Linked DNA regions of Pan troglodytes: region 1 is linked to region 2. The links are chromatin contacts, called in public capture Hi-C maps. All regions are on one chromosome and are shown on one strand. The core of a region is the stretch at or near the end of the contact, and the rest is flanking DNA. Distances in the headings are between cores, read along the strand shown. Region 1 overlaps DOCK9 (dedicator of cytokinesis 9). Region 2 overlaps FARP1 (FERM, ARH/RhoGEF and pleckstrin domain protein 1).

What was found. Capture Hi-C pulls out chosen DNA fragments and counts their contacts.
Region 1: a contact with region 2 is called in a capture Hi-C map of stem cell-derived neural stem cells, with 5 times the contacts expected there. The contact joins two enhancer-like sites. A contact is called at or near these places in 1 of 7 Hi-C or Micro-C datasets (stem cell-derived neural progenitor cells) and 1 of 1 other capture datasets (stem cell-derived neural stem cells).

Annotation. Positions count from the first base shown.
Region 1 is chr14:104,453,246-104,459,319 of NHGRI_mPanTro3-v2.0_pri, reverse strand. DOCK9 (dedicator of cytokinesis 9) reads left to right here. Exons shown (of 54, transcript XM_054665524.2): 38 at 2,449-2,516. Among named protein-coding and RNA genes, the nearest start is that of SLC15A1, 91 kb to the right of the region's middle. Within about 2 kb of position 2,534, at least 2 of the 24 cell types and tissues checked have an H3K27ac peak or open chromatin away from gene starts, as enhancers often do. A contact at or near this core is called in stem cell-derived neural stem cells, where this site is marked.
Region 2 is chr14:104,049,907-104,055,564 of NHGRI_mPanTro3-v2.0_pri, reverse strand. It overlaps FARP1 (FERM, ARH/RhoGEF and pleckstrin domain protein 1), which reads right to left. Exons shown (of 27, transcript XM_063792622.1): 25 at 3,446-3,553; 26 at 2,834-2,985; 27 at 1-1,438. The coding sequence ends at 1,357. Among named protein-coding and RNA genes, the nearest start is that of STK24, 130 kb to the left of the region's middle. Within about 2 kb of position 4,139, at least 7 of the 24 cell types and tissues checked have an H3K27ac peak or open chromatin away from gene starts, as enhancers often do. A contact at or near this core is called in stem cell-derived neural stem cells, where this site is marked.

The DNA of each region.
Region 1 (6,074 bases), core at 1,285-3,784, 410 kb before region 2:
GCAGAGCCTGGCAGTGTCTTTGGTCTGCATTCCTACCGGCGAAGTCTCATTTCACCTCACGTGTTATCTCTTGGAAAGCATTCCTTTAGCGGGCTGTGTCTACCCTTCTATCCTCTCGTCCAAACTCCCCCTCCTTCTCTGTTCTGTCTCCTTCCCATCCTCTTCTCCCCAGTTCTTCTTCCTATGTTCCTTCCTCAGTGATTTCTCTTCCTCTGTTTGACTTTCCAAGGTCATTTTGACTGTTCCTGCTCCCAACTACAAAGATACTAAAATCTCACCTAACCACTCTTCTTCTTTCTTAATGAAAGAATGTTTTCAGTCCATCCCAAATTTGTGTGGACTTCCACAAACCTTCTCTAAAATGGAGCCTTTTCTCTTCCTACTCTTGACTAGTTGGTAAACGCTCCATGTTCTTGGCCAGAACTCCCTGGTGAGTAGCATCACTCCCACTTTCCTGTGCAGAACCAGCCTCCTAGAAACTCCTTGCAGCTGTGTGGCTGGACACGCCTTCTTTGGGGGCGTTTCTTCGCAGCACCTCTTGTCCTTACCAAGTTCTTCCTTCTGCCCCATTGCCATTCAGAATGTCTGTTTGTTTTTTTCTGTGTTGTGAGCCATTCTGTGTTATTGTATTAGTGGGGTCTTGGTCTAAGTATTATATTTTTTTACTGTTGTTTTTAACAGCTTTATTATAAGTAAACATGTTTTAAGAAAAACTTAAAAATGTAATTGTCATTGAGGTTTGTTTCTCTGTATAGCGACGATTTTGTCTTATAGTGATGAAATAGGCCAGAGATTTTTAGTAGGCTTCCTCTTTGTGAAGATTTTCTTTTTCTGTTAACATTGTTCTTTTCTGGGGATATTTGAGAAATTTTCAGAATTACATTTTATGTTAAGAAGTAAACATGTATGTTTTCTTTTTAAAAGAAGCAAATTTAGAATTTTTGCATTTTCCTCCTATTAATATTTTCTATTTTTCATTGAAATGTGGTAGCACTTAAAGTTCTCTAATCTTAACTGTTTTATTTTTTATCACAACAGTAATTTTATATTTGAGTTTTGGAGTACTAAATGCAAGTATATACAAGGTGTCCTTATACCAGCAACGTCTTCTACCTTGACTTGGATTCTCCCTGACTTTGTCCCATGAAGATGGGCAAACAGTAAATTCTGTCACAGAAAGGCACTGTGCTGGGCTAGCTTCACTTTTTGCAGTGACACCTACGTCACAAGATGGCATTTGGAGAATATTGTGCCAAGTAGAATAAAATGCCTCACAGCTTAAAACAGTGAATGTGAGAAGCTGAAGATTTCTGTCCCAACAAAATGTTTTAGAATTGGGTTTTGTGAAACGGTTAACGTATTTTTTTCAGTGGATATAAATTTAACTTCTTAAAATCTTCCTACTTCATAAGCACCCTGTATATATTTGCATATAAAAGTGTGGACTGCCTTAAAAATAGATGGGCCAAGGAAAACGGGAGTGGAGATGGTGTGACTTTGCTCCATGCACTGTGGAAAGATATGCTCTGCTCTATACAAAAATTGCCATGGGTCTCTGCTGCATGTGAAAAAGATCCTGAACTAGACTGTGAACCTTGTACATGTTTGCCATCCACGGTGGTCGAGTTTGATGAACACGTGCCTTCTTATTGTCACTTTGAAGTCACCCAGCAGCATGCAGTCGATGATAGTCCATGCATGTCCCTGTTCTCCTACACACAATAACACAGTGAGGGGGACGGTTGGCTCCGGGACAGGGGACAGGTGTCATTGCAGCCCTGATCTCATTTTCATCTGCTCTGGTGATGGTACACAGCAGGAAGTTAGCTGTTTGATTGCTAACCCAAATCACTCTTCTGTTTTCTCTACTTGACTGCTGACAAGTTTAACAAAGTGTGTGGCTCTTCTCCTTCCTGCTTGGGTAAGAATAAAGGTGTTAAAACTCATATAATCCCTTCCTTTGCATGTTTGTTCTCTGTGTCTTCCAATGCATTTTTTAATTAAAAAAATACATGTCTTTTGCTTTTTCAGAACATATATAATCCAAAAAGATTAGTGACGTTTTGACAGTTGTCAGAACACTAACCATTAGTACTGCATTGGAGTGATGCTCACTTTTTTCAGAGTAGCATCTCTAAAGTACTTTCTAAAAATAAAAAGGTCCCTGCTTTGGCCTGATTTTTGCTTCTGGATCATCAGGTGCTTTGCCGTGAAGTGTGCAGGAGCTGCCGCCTGTCTGTGTCTCTGGCTGCTCCACCGTGTTCAGTCAGTGCATGGCCATCTCCCTCGTGCCATGTTCTGGCTTCACTAACACTCCCAGTCTCGCTGCAGTGTAACACGTCTAACTTTTGCTTCTATCCCATTTCACTCATGTTGCAGGAACCAGGAGGGGTTGGGACCCATAGTTCATGATCGAAAGTCTCAGACATTGCCTGTTTCCCGTAACAGAACAGGAATGATGCATGCCAGATTGCAGCAGCTGGGCAGCCTGGATAACTCTCTCACTTTTAACCACAGTAAGTCCCATGACATGCCATCGTAACAGCCAGCCATCTCATGTGCCATCTCAGAGGGGAGAGCCCCAGGCCACACCTACCACATCACCAACTCAATTTTTCTTCTAGCTCAAAGCAAGTAGGATGAAGAGCTCATGGCACAGTTCCCTTCCTTGGAGGAGCGTCCTCAGCATTTGGGAGTGACACAATGTGGAACGTGCTCAACTACAGCACTAAACCTAAAAGTGCCTGACCCTTTCCCCATCCCTAAAACAAAACTTGGCTGGGTCCATAGCCAGCCGTTCTCAAGTATTCTAAACATAAAATTTGGATTCATCACCTAGAGCCAACTTAATGTTGGCTTTCCCCTGCAACTCTGAGAACATTCGGGATGGATTTCTTTCACCCCTCCTGATCCTGTGCATGTAATTGATCAAGCTTCCACATTCTGACATTCCAGCTCTGAATGGATGTTAATCCTTGCACTACTGTGAAAACATAAAGCCCATGAATCAATTTGTGAGGGTGTGGAAAAGCATCCAATAACAAAGTGACTTTTTCTGTGTTTTCAGTGTGAGAAAGATATCAAGTGTGCTTGGAATTTCTGTAGACAATGGTAAGATTTAATCAGGTTGAAGTCTGCTTATGAGGTCGCTTCACTTGCAAGCCAAGACCCTTTTTGTTCATCTTGCCTTCCTAACTTTGGGGCTTTCTAACTTTACAAAAGAGATTCTGCCAGAACAGGGGAGCATATTTTTAATTTACTTTTATCAGTCAGTGGAGGGGACAAGGCATTGTGTGCTGTTTCTAGTAATTTAAGTGCTTTATCTTCTTAAGGGTTTCTCAAAGCAGAACACCTGAAAGATATCAACCATACAGCACGTGAAAAATTGATGAGATCATTTATAATACCCATTTCTGCTAGCATTGTGTTCTCTAAATTGTTCCATCTCTTCTCCAAGCATGACACAGCTAGTTATTGTTTTATCTCAACAATTATTTGTTATTCCAAGTGCTGTCTTTAATACATGGTTATTAATATCCTTCCATCATGTCTAATAATAAATTCCATTCACTGTGATTTTTCACACCTCTTTTTAAAATACAGGCCAAGAGTAAAGGCAGTGTTCCCAATGCATTGTATTAATAATAGTTCAAAGTAAGACACCTGAGGAACCAAAACAAAGCAGCTTCCCACACCTCTGACCCAGCAACGTGGGCATTATGAAGATTGTCCGGGTGCAGTTTAAGTGTTACGAAGATTGGCTGGGCATGGTGGCTTATGCCTGTAATCCCAACACTTTGGGAGGCCAAGGCAGGTGGATCACTTGAGACCAGGAGTTCGAGACCAGCCTGGCCAACATGGTGAAACCCCGTCTCTACTAAAAATACAAAAACTAGTCAGGCTTATTGGCACACACATGTAATCCCAGCTACTGGGGAGGCTGAGACATGAAATCACTTGAACCTGGGGGACTGAGGTTGCAGTGAGCCAAGACTGTGCCACTGCACTGCAGCCTGGGTGACAGAACAAGACCCTATCTCAAAAAAAAAAATAAAAATAAAAAATGTTATGAAGATAGTCTGTCTTGATAAAATCCCAGGCTTAATTTAGATAACGTCAGTCTGCCACACGGAGTTGGTAGCCATAAAATGCTACTTCTGAGTTCTACACTTAGCTGTAGAATGCAAATTGAGTGACACCTTTAAGGCTACAGTACTTGATTTTTTAACATCTTTCTGTTGGGGCTTTGACTAGCTCTGCAGAAAGGGATTGGAACAAAACGAGGAGTTTGTTATTTTTAGTTTTTCTTTGCCATTTAGCAGCAGAAATTCAATCCCCACTGATAAACAGAACCTGCTGGACCTCCTTTGCTCAGATAATTTCTATAACACAGAGGCTAACTCACTATTGGTTGAAATAAATGCTTAAACTTTGAAGCACTTTTAAAAAAATCATAAGTACACCAGTGCTGCACCTCCAATGATAATCATTTAGGAAACACAGAAAACAAAAATTAAATGAATGGTCCACATGTGAATAAATAACCTTAATCCACTCGGATATGCAGCAGCTCTTCCCACTGCAAATGGGTTTTGTGGTGGTAACTTGAATTGAAGGAGAGAGACAGCTGGCCTGGTGCTGCTGCTGCTGCCAAAAGCCATCTTGTTAACATGGTTTATTTCCATTCTGTCTTCCTGCTACCCACAAGAGCCCTGTCCTCCTGTCTCCCTCCTCTTTCATCAGTTTTCAGTGGCATACTGTCCTCAGTCACATTTCTCCTGCTTTGCCAGTAAACAGCATGTAGCTGATTCTTCTAGTCCTCGCCTGCATTCCTACAATTCCTGCTCATCCCGAATTGGTTCTGTTATCTCCTAAGTTGTTGCATCTCCTAGAACTCAGCCTTCTTTTACATCTCCAATTCTCATTATGTGTTTGAATGGCTTCAGCTTTTCCCTCCGCTAGCTCTTTGAGCTCCAAATCATCAACTCAGACAAAAAACACAGAGAAGGGAGTGCATACTGTATGTACATGAACATGTTTGTGTGTGTGTGTTATATATATGTACATGTTTGTTTTCATCTCTACCTGGGTATTTTTTGGGAAATTTATGGCCATATGTCTTTAAAAAAAAAATCCCATTTAACAACAAATACAATACCTTCTGTTGGGCCAACCAATATGACATAGATCCAATATGTGAGAAAGTTGCCAGGGAACCCCAGGAGTCCAAAATGATTTTATTTCAGAAGAGAATAAAAATAGGAAGAGTCCCGGTACATCTGCATTGTTCATTTCCGCTCTTTCTGTAGAGTAGGAAAGGCTTTGTCAGAACTCAGCTTGACCAGCAGGGAGCAGCAGAGGCCCATGGGAAACGGAATCCTTTGTAGGTCTGTCCCCATCACCACTGATAACAGGACATGGAAGAAGGCACCACACGCACTGCACGTGGAACTCCAGCAAGAACCTGTCTTTACTCTTTAATTTTGATAGGAAGTAGAATAGCAAATCCCCATGCCCAAATCCCGTGATGGCCAAGTAGTCTTAGCTATTTGAAAAACACCCTTAAAAGACAGGTTTGTTGTTTAGGCCATCACTCAGGTGTATGGAAAATAAACTTTAGAACACTTAGGCCTTGACATATTTAGTGTAATTTGTGCTCATTGTGTATCAGTGGAAGAGATTTGTGTCAAATAAAAAATTGAGCGTGATAGCACAAAACCACAAAGAGAGGGTATACTGTAGGTACATGAACATGCATATGTGTATATATGTGCATGTCTATAAACCACATTATGAGGTGAAAACTTAGTGAAATATGTTTGAAAATAAGGGTGCATTTGCAAAATATATATAAAATAACACTGTTTATTTTGATGTCGTGTTGTTCTAGGAATACATCAAGTTCATTTGCATAATTCATATTTTCCACTGGTATAATGCAGGGAACACCAGCCAAGAGGTAGCAGCGTGTAAAGAAAATCTGGATTTCATATAATTTGATCTAAAAGGCAGTTAAAGATTACTGGGTCAAGTTGCAGATAATATTTCAGATCAGAATCAGAAAGTATTTTCTA
Region 2 (5,658 bases), core at 2,890-5,389:
GAAACTGTCTGGTACATCTTGTAAGGCAAATGATTAACACATGTCAGGCTCTTCGTCCGTTTGCAAGTTGCTGTTTCCAGGTACACCAGTCAGAGCTCCACAGAGAGGGTGCGTTCCTGGTTCTCAGGTGGGCAGGTGCTATGGTGCGGGGCGCTGGAAAGAATTGGGTTGAATTGGCCGTCGCCTCCGCTTGTTTGAGACTCTTGTTAGAAAGGGCTTAGGAAAACCAAGGGAATGGCAGCCACCCCATCACCATCGAGAACAGGCAGACGTTTCCCGAGCAGGGGCCAAAGCCACTGGAAACCGTGTTCCCTGTGCAGTCCGACTGACACTACCCCATGCCTGGGGGGAATGAGTATAAAAAGGTAAATGTTTTTGAAGACAGGCACGATATATACTACTAGAGAATGCGCAGTTTCAAACCACAGTTGCAGGAGGATATAGGAATAACGACAGGTGCTGGGGACTACGTACCATGATTTCATAGTGCTCTGCAGCCAGCACGCTCACTAAACGCTCATCACGGAACATACCACAAATGGTGCTGATCAATGACACACGGGTTTTCATGCTTGTGACACAGACAGCAAAACACCACGGCTTATTATCTTCCCATTGTGTACACCACTCACAGGACGGTGACAGTCCAGGTATTGCACTGGATCTCGGCTTTGCTTAACAGAAAACAACCCTGCTGCGGTTGGAAAGAGTTACCACTTAAAACGATTTGGTCAACTTGCACCAAGAAGTAGGTCGGGAACAGGTGTTTTCAGGTGAGCGTGAAACCCCGCAGTGGAACGCTGTGTGCTGCAAATTGCTTATTAATCAGAGAAGTGAGTCCTACTAACTTCCTATTATTACAAAAGTAGAAAGACTGAAAAAAACGAAATCTGAAAATGATCTCATTTGCTTAAGGCTGCACTGAGTGTATTGCAAACACCGGGAAATCCACTTCGTAAAATGCAGCAGCCAATAGGTGAAAATAATAAAAGAACTTTTTTTTAGGAAGAAAAACACTTGCCCTGTCTTGTGTTGAACGGATGTGTGTGTACTGTTTTTCAGGGGCAGGGTGGAGGGAAGGTGTCATTTGGCACTCTCGTAATGACAATGTTTTAATACTGGCACTAGCTAAAGAACAGCGCCCCCAGCGGATGCCAGGACTGGAGGTGGGAGCGCTGTTCATTCAGACGCTGAGAGGTCGGGGTTAAGAAACGCGGCTGTGGAGACAGGAGAGCTGCTGCGAAGCCATGTTTTTGATTTTCAGACAGGTGTTAATTTTACCAGGCTTCATTAATACAGAAGAAAGGAAACGTCTTCCAGGAAAGCAGCCACTGTGGAAACGAGTGTGTCCGGCCATCAATACACGAGAGACTCTTTGTGGCTCAACACGTGGGGTCGCGAGGCAGAGCTGGTGGCACTGCGGATCACTTCCATCCACCTGCAACACGGGAACGCCAGTTAGTCAACCTTTTGTTTGGACGGACTCATGACACTTTGGTGGGCATCACTTACAGAAACACAAGGTGAAGTCAGGCCGCCTGGTTGGTAATCTGCCACTTCAGCAGAAGAGCAAGGGAACGGCCAGCACCCAGGCGTTCCTGAGGTACAGTGGAGACCCACTGGCCTGGGCACTCACTCAGTGTGGAGCTGGAAGTACCTTGCTGCGGTGACACTGCCTGCTCCATTGGAGCAGTTAGGAGCGAGGTGGCCTCTGGTTGCTGGGGAGAACGCTACCTCCTATTTTCATGGACATGGCAGAGAACGGCGGGACATGTCCCATCCTGCTTAGTGGAAGCTCTCCCTTCCTTTTTTCTTTTTGAGACAGGGTCTGGCTCTGTCACTCATACTGGAGTTCAGTGGTGCAGTTATCGCCCACTGTAGCTACCTCCTGGGCTCAATCGATCCTCCAGCTTTGGCCTCCCAGGAGATGGGACTACAGGCTTGCACCACCACGCCCAAATCTCCCTTTTTATATATTTGTGTATTTGCTCTATACCGGTGCTTCTCAAATGGGTGCAATGCTGTCCCATTTGGTAAAGTCTGGAGACATTTTTTAGATGTCCCAACTGAGGGGTTGCTGCGGGCATCTAGTGGGTGGCCAGGGATGCCGCTGAACATCCTACACGATGCAGGACGGACTCCCCAAATTACCTGGCCTTGTCCCAGGCCTTTCAGGATCTGCACTGCAAGGCTGGACCCTTTGTCACAATAATAGCAAAGTCCCAACTTTGATCAACCCAGCTCTCGAGCTCAGTCCAGGATCAGATTTGAGAATGGCTCTCCTCTAGGTTCCTTTTTCAGGTGATATTGTTTAGGAAGTGCTCAGCATATTGCTGAGGACCCCTCCCCTCCTGCCTCCCGGGGCGAGGAGGGCTCAGCAGGGCAAACTGCACAAGTAGTCGGCTTGGGGATGCAATTTGCAGAGGCCCAGGATCTCTATTCAAAATACGAATTGCAGGAACAGTCTTAGGCCTGACTGTTTCATTTCTTTCTTGGCTAAATGAAGTCTGCGGCCCCTGGCATTACACCATGTAGGCAGTCTCACTGGGGCTTAGCTTCATCATCCCAGACACGTATGTCAGAGATCTCCAAGCGAGATGTCTAGGGCCTCAGCCAACACCGTGCAGGGTAAGGGCGCAGGGAAGTTGGGACCCCACGTTCTGCCATGAGAACAGAATCGCCTGCTGGTGCCGGGCAGTGGGACCCCAGGTCTAAACACTTAGTTGGCAGGGAAGGGTGGGGCCATCTCACTCGCTGACTTGGGAGAAATCCTGATGTTTGGAAGAGGGGGTCCTCTTCTGCCGGGCCCTGTGCGTGGGAAGGGGGTGTCTACCTTTCGAACGTGTACTCGCTTTCCGCCCTGAAGTAGTAGACGTGGGACTTGAAGTGCAGCTTGAACACGTAGTCTTTCTGGATGTTCTCGGACTCGGAGGGGATGGTGAGCGAGTAGCCGAGCAGAGGCAGGCTGGCAAGGGGATGATTGTCCTGGAAAGGGGAAACAAAGCAAAGTGGCTTTTCGGGGGCAGCTTCTGCTGCTGGGCCTGGCTGCTGCCCCGCATCAGACAGGGACTTGGGAGCCCAGGCAGCTCCCTCCTCGGGCGTGGGCCTGGAAGGGACCATGGCAGCCAGTGTTTGCCTGTACGTGATGGCCCAGGTGGCAAGTCCCGCCAGGACTCAGCTGTAGATAAAGCCAACCCCCGTCCCTTGTCCAGGCAGAAGACAGGTGGCCCTTCCTAGGGCAGAAGTTGTCCTTCAGTGGATGATAATGTCAGTCTTCCCTAGAGTTGAGGGCCTCGGGTGGACAGGGCCCCCCGCCAGCATCCCTGTCATCCCCGTGACACCTGGAGCCAAAGAGGCCTGAGTCCTTCCAGAGGAGGGCGGCCCCCTCACCTCATGCTGCCACCCCCAAGGTCCCAGGGCCACCTGCCCTGTGCGAGACGCTTACCTGGTGTGACTTGTAGAAGAACAGGCAGAAGTTTGTGAACACCACCCACAGCTTCTGCCACCCGTTGCTGTTTTTGAATTTCCTCAGCAGGTTTCCAGACAACTGATTCTGAAAGGCAAGGAGGCCTGTGAGAAGCACAGCGGGCACCTGCCCCAGGAGGGCACAGAGAGCAGCTCTCCCTGCACCAGGGCCCTGGGCTGGGGCATGTCCGTGACTGAAGGATGTGGGCCCCCCCACTCCCCCGTGTGTTGGGAGACTTGGCAGGTCCTGGGACCCTGATCTCATCACTTCCCCTTGTCACTTGCTGTGGGGCATCTTGGGGTCCCTGTGTCCCCCCAAAAGACACGTTGAGGTCCTGACTACCAGTACCTTAGAACACAGGCTTATTTGGAAATAGGCTCGTTGCAGGGTAACTAGTGAAGATGAGATCACACTGGGGTAGGGTGGGCCCTAAATCCAACGGGAGTGGTGTCCTGAGGAGAAGAGCCACCTTGGGGGGAGAGGGGTGTGCCCTGTGACACCGAGGCAGAAATGGGGGCGCAGGACCCCATGCATTGCCAGCAGGCGGAAGCTGAAAGAGGGAAAGATACATCCCAACAAGCTCAGAGCAGCACTCGTTTTGAGGGGCCGGGCACCCTGCCCAGGAAGTGGGGCCTGGGGTGCATGTGAGCGGCTCCCACATGCCCTCTAGTGGCCCAGGAGGCAGTTGCAGCCCTGCCCACCTCCAGGCTCAGGGCCGGCCCAGCCCCTGGAGCATTGTTAGGATGCACTGCAGCCCAGCTAGGGGGCAGGGACAGGCACCTGTGTCCATGCTACCTCCAACAACTCTGAGCAGGCCTGACACACTGGTGGCTCATTTCGTCCCTTTGCCAAAGTGACATCACCAGCAGAGACTCAAAGCAGTTGCACCACCTTGTAAAGGCACTTAATACCACTGAATTGTTCCCGTAAAAATCGTTAAGTTGGCCAGTATTGTGGTATAGCTATTTTACCACAATAAAAAATACAGACCTCCGAGTCTGCCTCATTCCATCTCTCTGGGTGCCCCTGGCACTAAGCTTCTGTGCTGGGAGCTGGGATCAAATGGTCTGATGTCCCTGCCCTCCAGTTGCTCAGGGAGGGTCCAGTGAGAGACATGGACACTGACAGTAGGTCCGTGAGGGGCTGCAGGATGTGGGGGACCCCGCAGACAGGGAGAAAGGGCGTTCCAGGCCAGGCAGGCAGCTCCAGCCATCCACCCTCCTCCCCCAGTGGCAGAAAGGAACAAGAAAACGCAAGGCTCCAGGTTCCCAGAAGGTCCTGGTGGTGGCCAGGGCTGGGCTGATGCCCATGCGGCATCTTGGGTCATGCAACATGGAGCAAGGAGGGTGGCACACTCCCCTTTCCTAGGTATTTTCATACTGAGTCACATAATTTTCACACAGCAGCCAGCCCACAGTGGGGTTCATACATGTCACCCATCACAGTCTGGGCCCCTTTGTTTCCAAAGCAGCTTCCTTAGCGCTCTCTAGCTTCTGCCTGGCCATTCCAATAGCCTCTGGAAACCTCTTTATCAATAGGCACATCCAGCGGCCCTTCCTCGCTCCCCACGGCCAGGCCGAGCCTCCCGCTCCCCTGTGTCGGGTCCATCCTGGCCTCCAGCGTGTTACGGGCCCTGCGCGCCACGAGTCTCCTGCCCTGCACTCAGGAGGCCGAGGCCATGCTGGTGGCTCCCAGACCTGTCTCCATTCACTGCCTTCACGAGAGGGTCAACATCCTTGTTCAGAACCAGACCAGCCTGCCCTGTCTCCTCGTGGCCCGTCACTGGGGCCACCGCTCCTCTGCCTTCTTGGACCCCATCCCCTCAGACCCTGCTGTGGGTTGAATTGCACCCCCAACAAGTCCAAACCCTCCGTGCCTACAATGGTGACCTCACATGGACACAGGGTCTCTGCAGATGCGATCGAGTCAAGGTAAGGTCACTAGGATGAGCCCTAAGCCCAACACGAGCCGTGTCCTTAGAAGAGGATATTAGAGTGCAGATGCAGGGAGGACAGCTGGTGACACGGCAGACCGGAGCCCTGCAACATGGGTGGAGTCGGGGACCCCCGAGAAGAAGACTGCCGCAGCCACCAGATGCTGTCAGAGAGGTGGGGACATTTTTCCCTCAAGGCCTCCCAAAGGAACCCACCTGCCAGCAGCTTGATTTTGGACTTCCGGCTTCCCGCACTGTG